Regions from separate parts of the Sus scrofa genome. Here regions 1 and 2 are each linked to region 3. A link is a contact called in public HiChIP or PLAC-seq data. All regions are on one chromosome and are shown on one strand. The core of a region is the stretch at or near the end of the contact, and the rest is flanking DNA. Distances in the headings are between cores, read along the strand shown.

Region 1 (2,746 bases), core at 146-2,645, 480 kb before region 3:
AGGAGGTCCACCGGATCCGGACCCTTCACAAGCCTCTACCCCTATCCCCCACCAAATTTTAAATTAAAACAAACTGCACATTGTCCAAGCATAACCAGTGAACATCAACAACTCTTCACTTGGGTGGGAAGACGAGTCAGCGCAAGCCCCATCACCTCCTTTAAAACCCAGCAGTGCCCTGATCACACCAAGTCCCCAACTGGTAGCTTTCAGTCCATCTTCTTCCCTGGGAAGAAAAGGCTCAAACATTGGACAGCTTCGGCCAAGAAAACTCCTGGAAGACAGTTTGGGGACTGGAGGTATCCAAGCAGATGAGTCACACGCCAATTCTTGGGTTTTGTTTGGGATCGCGGCCGCTTTCCCCCCTCGGTGGCGGAAATGTTGCAGCACTGCAGCATGAAGGAAGGGTCGGTTCGTTGCGGCCAGAAAGGTCCTTTCAGGCGGAAGAAAGGTGTAGCTGAGCACCTCTGGGCAGCCACCGCCCGTCTTCGAGGGCCTCCGGACTGGAGGGACGAGAGGCGATGGGGCCAGCGCAGGGGTCTAGACGGCCAGCCGGACAGTCTGCATTGCCCCTCCCGCGAAGGCCGGCCGGGAGGTGGCACAGGGTCCCCGGCCCCGCACGAGACGAGGTGGCGGTGGCTGGAGTCCCTGGCACGAGGAACGGGGACCGGCGGGAGCTAGGGCAGCGGCCAAGGCGGGACTCCGGGCACCTGGCGGGCGTCCCCGCGACCAGGGCGGGGATCCGGCTCAGCAGGCGGGTGGTGACCGAGCGAGGCGCGACCCCGGGGAGGATCCGGGGTCTCGGCCCGCAGGAAGTTGGTCCCTGGACTCCTGGGCTCCTGGCTGCTCCTCAGCACACCGGCCACCTCCTTTCAGAGTCTCTCCCGCGAGGGTCGCATCTCAGGGACCGCAGCTGAAGCTCCCGACGGACGAGGAGGTGGGGGAGGGAGGCTGGCCCGGAGGTTGGGGGAGAGGCCTGGAGGCCCCGGGTTGGGTCCGCCGCAGCCTCCACCGCTCGCAGCCGGTGGGACAAGCTCAGGCTCTGCCCGACGACAGAAACTTTCCGACCTGGTGGGGAAAACATCAAAACAAACGGCCGTCAGCGCCGGTGCCCGCCCACCTCAGCCCTCAACCCCCTCAGCCCACCCCAACCAGCCCCCGCGACTGGCCACGACTCGGCCGACCTTTCCGCTGAGGGGCCGCGGGGACTGGGAGCCCGGACGCCAAGACGGGTCCAGCTTCTCTTACCGCCGCCGCCGCCTCAGCTTACCTTGCCAGCTCCGGCCGCCATAGTGACTCTGACTGAAACCTACCCGGTGCACCGCCACGGGAACGCGCACCCTTCAAGGGCCCTCCTACCCCTTCTCCCGCGCCGTAGTCGGGGCATCACGTGACAGACGCCGCGGAAGCCATGATGGTCAAGGGCAGAAAAGAGGGCAAGCCTTTTTAACAAGCCTCCGCACGCCATCTTAGTTAAGGGTTGGACGCTTCAAAACCGTGGGACACCTTTGCCACCATTTTGGTTATGGGCAAGAAAAAATTTGACCTGTTGAAGGTTTTCTAAACATAACGTGCCAACTTCCTACTTTGCCATCTTGGTAAGAAGGCGCTAGCATTTACTAAATTTTATTCACTAGAGTCCTCATTGAAAATATCAACGCCCAAGGAGACCAAGCCCATCCAAAGGAGCTGTTATTAGCATCCATCTTAGTTGTGGGCAGCACAGCTCCCCGACCTCCACCCCAACAGCCGCCTTAGGTGTGAACAACTAAATTCCTACAAGTCTCAGGATTTGTGCATCTGTAACAAGATTCATCCGCCCTCTTTAAAGTCTTCGCTATGTATCCTACCCGGAGGAAAAACTCTTTCTTAGTCCTTGCGTTCCATTTCAAATGACAATTCTTCTCACTGGGCCTATCTTATTTCCCAGGCCCCTAGCGCTGACTCTACCCCGAAATTAGTGCAACTTCTGAAAGTTTAAAATCATGTTTTTCCAGAGAGAGAGGTCCTTTGGAATCAATGATGGCGTCATTCTTCAGATTCCTTTGACAACAGGCTCCACCACTCTGTGACCTTGGGGAAGTTTCTAAACCTCTACGAGCTTCGTTTTGTCATCTATTACTTGGAGATAATAGTTAACGCACCTGTTGTGAGAATTCAAGGGAGTAATCTATCTGCTCATGAAAGAGTAAATACTATTCAATTCTTACATACAGGGTTTTGGCCCTGTTCTAAGTTCTGTGCTGGGCCCTGAAGACACATAGATGAACCAAATCTCAATCCTTGCCCTCTGAGAGTATACCTGGGTATTGTGAGATAAGGATAGGGAGAGGAGGGTTTCAAATAGAGATAACTTCACTTTGATGCAATCAGGGCTAAGATGAAAACAAGCACTAGCCACTAAAGGGGTCTTCTATGGGAGGTAACTGAACTCAAAGAAGGATGGTAGGAAAACCACGATAAACATGGTATTTGCTGAATGGTTTCGTAAATTTCCAGGAAGGTTTAGTGAAAAAAAGAACAAGGCTTTTATTTTTATTTTTTTGCTATTTCTTGGGCCGCTCCTGCGGCATATGGAGGTTCCCAGGCTAGGGGTCTAATCAGAGCCATAGCCACCAGCCTACGCCAGAGCCACAGCAACGCAGGATCCGAGCCGCGTCTGCAACCTACACCACAGCTCACGGCAACGCCAGATCCTTAACCCACTGAGCAAGGGCAGGGACCGAAGCCGCAACCTCATGGTTCC
Region 2 (2,700 bases), core at 20-2,519, 310 kb before region 3:
AGGCCTTCATGCTGCTTGATTCGAAACACGCCCTCCAGCCCAAAGGCCTCGAGGGCCGGCACCAAGCTGTCTGTAAACACGTCGCGGTCAACTTCCTGCAAACAGATGAGGTCGGCGTTGTAGCCCGTGAGTTCCTTTTGGATAAGGTTCTGGCGGTAGTCGAGTTCCAGGGCGTAAGGGGCACAGTACGGGTACAGGACCGTCCGTGAGAACTCAGTCTGGGCATATGTGTCGGCCAGAAGGTTGTAGGAGACTGTGCGGATGAGGGCGTCGTCAGTCACCTTCTTCGTGTAGAGATGCCGGTGGTCAAAGGTGCACGTGCCGGGCCCGGCCTCCACCGAACACACACTTTCCAATTCTCGGCTTGGTCCGAAGCGCTGCCCATTGCCTGGGGTACAATGAAGTTTGAGCCGTAGCCCGATGTCAGCATTGGACGGGGTGTAGACGCGCTCGTTCACACCCGTCTCGGTCCAACCAGGAGAAGGTGAAGAGGGAGACAATGACGAGGGGCCTCCGCCCTCAGGCTCCACCGCTGTAGGTTTGGTTTCCTTGTACCAGCGGAAGAGGGAGCCGGCGGGATCCCCAAATTCGAGGCCGAGCTTGGGGCACACCGGGAAGCCGGCCATGATGTAGCGCGGCAACTGCAGCTCGGTGAGGGAGGGCGGGTTGCGCTCTACCTTGTATTTGACATCGCCGATCTGCAGCACCGCACCGTCCTGCCAGGCGTCCACATTGAGCACGTCTTCAGCCACTGCCTCCTCCCGGTAGTACAGCTTCACTACGGGTTCGCAGGCTGCAGCCGGCTCGGGCCCAGACCCCGCACAGGCCCCACCGCCGCCTGCGTTTGGCCGGTTCTTCCTGCTCTTCCTGGCCGCGGCCGCCTTAGCGTGGCCTTTGAGAGCATTAGTAGCGATCCGGCTGAGGGCCCGACCCAGCGGCTCGCTCTGGTCGCGCTGCATATTCTTGTGGCTACCGTCGGCCAGAGCGAAGGACAAGCTAAGCTTAGGCTCCGAGGGCACACAGCGCACTACAGCGCGCTCCATCACGCCTGCCGCGGTCTCAGTCGCCGCCTCAGCTCGACTGTGCCGCTCCACCGCCGTGCGGACCCCACGAAGCGCGGCGCGGGCGCCTGGGAGCCTCCACATGAACCTGGTGGCCTAGCGGCTGACGAGACCTGCGGCTGAACGGCCGCTAAGCGTCAGGGAGAGACAGAGGAGCAGCAGCCACCGGCTCCAGGACCCATTCAGTTCCTCAACTTCCGGCCGGCGAGGAGAGTGCGCACGGTGCTCTCGCCCCGCACTTTCGCCAGGCCTGCTAATCTGCTAATTTTCTTCCACAGCTACGTCTGCCTCCAATCCATCCCAGCTTAATTTTTATATCTAACTCTAGCTATAAGGCTAGAAAAATAAAAACATGGAGGCTTCAGAGGGGAATATTAGACTTAATGGTTTATCGAAAGTGCAGTTAGCAGGCGGAAGAGAAGGCGCGCCCAAGCTCAAGTGGTTGAGGCGGTGTAGCGAGTTTCGTTTCCCCGAAGGATCCTGGCGCCTTATCTGGGCTCTGACCGCCTCCTTTCTTGTGCTGCCTGGAGCTGCCCTGCGCGAGGGCGTGAGGAGATCCCCCTGGACTGCCAGCCCGGGTTCGGGCGTGGAAAATATTTCTCAGTTCCTCTCCTCACTATTCCCGACACTGCTAACCCTCTTCCGAAGTGTGGGTTTGCCTCAGGCCCAGTCAGCGCCGACGCGCCCAGCAGAGTTTTTGTGATAGCTAATAACCAGGAACGATAAATAGTAAGTTCCAGTTACAGATGTGAGGTCCGGAAAGATTAAGTTACCTGCTCTAGGTCAAACAGACTTTGCTGAATGAATGACAGGTGACAGGATAGCTACTGGGTAAGAGGAAATGGGAAGTGTAACTTCCTTGAAACCCACATGAAAAAAGTAGTTCAAGAAACAGATTTTGTGTTGAATATAATTAATATTCTATGATTTACTGAAGGGGAAAAAACCCTTTAAGATTCAGAACAAGTTGAGAATTCTCTCGGCAAATGATCTGTGTCCACTTTCCTTCTACAACTAGAGTATTTATTTATTGGGTATCTAAAAATAAACTACACATTTTCTTCTGGATTACAGTGAGGAAAATAAGCCTTTTCTACAGGAAGGATGAATTTTGCTGTTATTTGAAATTTATATACATGTCCTCCCCCTCTCCACACAGCAAGCATTTGACAAAGTGACCGAATACTGGTGATATTTATGTGATCTAGAGCTACCTAGTAGGGTTAAAAGTCACTACATTATATCAACTAAGTGCCCTAAACAAGTTTCATTTCCCCAGTTTATAGTATCCACGTTAGCAAGTATTTTAAAATGGCGTTTTTCTTATCTCCAGCATTTTTCTTCATGCAACTTAAGCAGAACTCAATCTTAAATTATTCAACTTAAAGAATGATAAAAGCTGTATTAGAAAATGTGACTTTCCTTTAAGCAAGCTGATGTAATTGAACTCTTGCAGTCTTAATCCCAATTTTGAGACAGATGCCTTGAAGTGCCATTCTTTCCTTTAGGGTTTTGTTGGTTTTTTTTTTTTTTGATGTTTTATTTTTTTTTTCAAAGAATAAAACATACCCATCCCCGACTCCTATGCATACACAAACATTTATGAATTTACACCCTTACTCCCACTTTTTATACAAAT
Region 3 (2,754 bases), core at 52-2,551:
AGGGGGATCTAGTCCCTTCCTCCCCTTCTTTTCGAGTCCTATTAAACTGTCAAAGACTCGAGAAATATGTGCAACTGCAGTTCTAAGGGAACAACATTTCAGAAAATTTTCTTCATTCTAAGTGGTAGCCAAACAGCAACATCATCTTAAACCCCTACTGTGTAAGAGACAGGCCTAGCGATAAGTTTCTCAATGCAAGTTACAGGCCCCACCAACATAACATGTTTTTACTATAGCTGATTTCATTCTTCAGTACCGAAAACATTAAGTAATGGTTATGTTTTCCTAGATTATTTTAAACTACAGCAACCGCACTAGCATCATCCCCAAAGCACAAAACACAGGGCTTTTATTTTGATGAGTTGATTAGGGCCAAGTCTGCAACGAGGGCGCAGCAGTGGTGGAGCCTCAAAGGCGCCGTCCATCACTCGGCGTGCACAGCCCGAGTGACAGCGGCTACACTCACCGCCAAGACACGGCCACGGGAGGCTCTGGGACCCGTGACCGGCTTTGCCCTCTCCACACCGGCAAATCAAGAGTCTTTCAGCATCTCCCCAAGAAAAACTATCCATTTCCTCCCCTAGCTTGGTCAGAAACCATGAAGTCTACAGGGTCTTTTCTGCATTTTCTCCGAGGAGGTTTTCGGGGGAAAATACCAGTATTGAGATTTATCACCTCACAAGACGGCGACAAAAAAGCACCTTCTGTCAAATACAAGGGAGCCCCGAGGGCGTACGTGACCGCCGGGCCCACGAGCCAAGGCGACGGCGGCTCAGTCGCTGCCCGCGGACGTCCCAGACCCCGCGCGCGGCTCTCGGCTTAGGGGCGCAGGCCGAGACGGGCCTCGGGAGGACGGCTCTGGCTCGGCGGCTCCGGGCGCGGCCCGCGACCAGCGGGAACACTGGGGGACGGCGCCCACCTGGACCAGGGCGGGCACCTGCGGCCGCGTAGACGCCAGGCCTGGGGTCGGCCGGCCCCGCTCCTTCCCTCGCCGCCCGCCGCTGCCCGCGCCTTACCTGCGGGCTGTCCTCCAGCGTCTCTTCGATGGGCAGCTTGTCGATCCCCGGCATCGTGGCGGAGGGAGGGAGGGAGGGAGGGCGGCGGCAGGAGACGCGGCGACCGCCCACAGCTCCCTACGCCCGCCTGCCTTCAGCAGCTGACCCCGACCCGCCCTCTCTAGCTGGCTCTGCCGCCCTCGCCTGGCGCCCAGAGGCCTCGCGGCGGTGAGGGAAATCCCGCCCCCTTGGACTGCCTGCCCCACCTCCCCACTCGCTTATTGGTTCGCGGCGATGTCGGTCAGCGTGGGGGGTTGGAGGGAGGCTCCCCCGCGTTGAGCTCTGCGCAGATCACGGGCCTAGGAGACAGTGGAGTCGGTGGAGGCGGTAAAGGCGGCGCTGAGGGGTCGAAAGCGGAGCAGCTTGCACACCTCGAGCACCTACCCTGGCTGCTCGCGTAGGGGTGTGAAGTGTAGTAGACAGTCTTCCCCGTGCGTCCCTAGGAACCTAGAGTGAGGACCACAGTCGGGAACCTAGGGCAGTTTTACGTATCCCCCACCATTTTTCATCAGAGACCATGAAGGAGGCCTCACTGCCGGCGCCTTCTTTAGTTTCCTTAAATTATAATTTTACAAACCCTGCCCCAAGCTTCCAGTCTCCCTTCTCCAACAAAATGGTGCTGGCTAACTCAGATGTCTGGGAGATCTGAAGTTGTGTCAACCTGACTTCCCGGTAATTCTTGGACAGTAGAAAAGATTTTTTTTCTGGGCACTTGGGTATCAGTATTTTCAGTTAAGAGCACGCCTTTGTTGCTAGTTCATCGGTTCTTACCTGGCCTTGAGAGGCTGACACGCCGCAATTCAGACTTTATTTATTTACTTTTTTAATCACAAATGAAGGCATCTCTTGAAAATCAAGGTACACTGGTTTATTATGTTAATAACTGATTCGCATTTCTGTTAAAGTTTTGGAAGAATCTTTAGATCGCTTCTTCAGCCTCTAATTTTTTTAAAGGAGAGAAAAGTGAAGCTCCACTCTAGAACTTGATCTGTATTAGATCTGCCTCTTTATCATTTTTCCCAACCTCACACTGCCTTGTTTGTTCTTCTGTAGGGTTATAAGAAGCCATACAGATTCTTTTAGAAAAATCATTATACAGAGAGAATGGCAAAATCATTAGTGTCTTGTAAATATCTAGCCATTCATCCCACCAATCCATTCCATTTTCATTCAAGAAATATAAAAACTATTGAATAAAGATTAGTTACCTGGTTCCACAAATAAATTAGAACAAATCCAGATAAACGAACAAATCCAAACACAGTAACCAGATTGGAAGTTAAGCAGTTTTAAACTAAAATGTCCCACAATCTCATGATAGAAAAATAAAATCGGGTTTTAAATATTTACCAGGAAGTCTTGCAGTATGGTTTCACAGAGTTATCCTTAGTGTTACAAGCTTTCAATAAGGACTCTCCTTTTACATTTTTTTATCCACTAGTCACCCTCTAGAATAGATGATTAGTTTCTGAAAAGTGGTTTGCTGTCAGTTCTTACACGGTGTTATTGGTTCCCAGCTGCTTGGATATACCCAGCATCGTACCGATCTCAGCAACACAACTCTGCCCTTTGACATTTCTCCTCAGCACAGTGGCATGCATCCTGACTGTAAAGAAGGAAGACTTTGAAGGTAAGAAACATTCTTGGGTGAACTGTGATTAGATTATAAAAGAAGGAGAAGAAAGCTAGTTGCCGTTGA

What was found. HiChIP or PLAC-seq counts read pairs in DNA pulled down with a chosen protein or histone mark.
Region 1: a contact with region 3 is called in an H3K27ac HiChIP or PLAC-seq map of alveolar macrophages. The contact joins the promoter of SLMAP here to the promoter of HESX1 in region 3. A contact is called at or near these places in 1 of 5 promoter capture datasets (fetal liver) and 1 of 2 datasets of contacts at active chromatin or transcription factors (alveolar macrophages).
Region 2: a contact with region 3 is called in an H3K27ac HiChIP or PLAC-seq map of alveolar macrophages. The contact joins the promoter of PDE12 here to the promoter of HESX1 in region 3. A contact is called at or near these places in 1 of 5 promoter capture datasets (fetal liver), 2 of 47 Hi-C or Micro-C datasets (fetal skeletal muscle and heart right ventricle) and 1 of 2 datasets of contacts at active chromatin or transcription factors (alveolar macrophages).

What each region holds. Positions count from the first base shown.
Region 1 is chr13:39,570,579-39,573,324 of Sscrofa11.1, reverse strand. SLMAP (sarcolemmal membrane-associated protein) reads right to left here and starts at 1,395. Exons shown (of 21, transcript XM_021069059.1): 1 at 1,271-1,395; 2 at 1-1,068.
Region 2 is chr13:39,394,086-39,396,785 of Sscrofa11.1, reverse strand. PDE12 (2',5'-phosphodiesterase 12) reads right to left here and starts at 1,269. Exons shown (of 3, transcript XM_001926462.5): 1 at 1-1,269. The coding sequence starts at 1,145. It overlaps DNAH12 (dynein heavy chain 12, axonemal), which reads left to right and starts at 1,520. Exons shown (of 75, transcript XM_021069807.1): 1 at 1,520-1,790.
Region 3 is chr13:39,087,473-39,090,226 of Sscrofa11.1, reverse strand. HESX1 (homeobox expressed in ES cells 1) reads left to right here and starts at 1,301. Exons shown (of 6, transcript XM_021069007.1): 1 at 1,301-1,382; 2 at 2,573-2,685. It overlaps APPL1 (adaptor protein, phosphotyrosine interaction, PH domain and leucine zipper containing 1), which reads right to left and starts at 1,070. Exons shown (of 22, transcript NM_001134966.1): 1 at 1,017-1,070. The coding sequence starts at 1,070.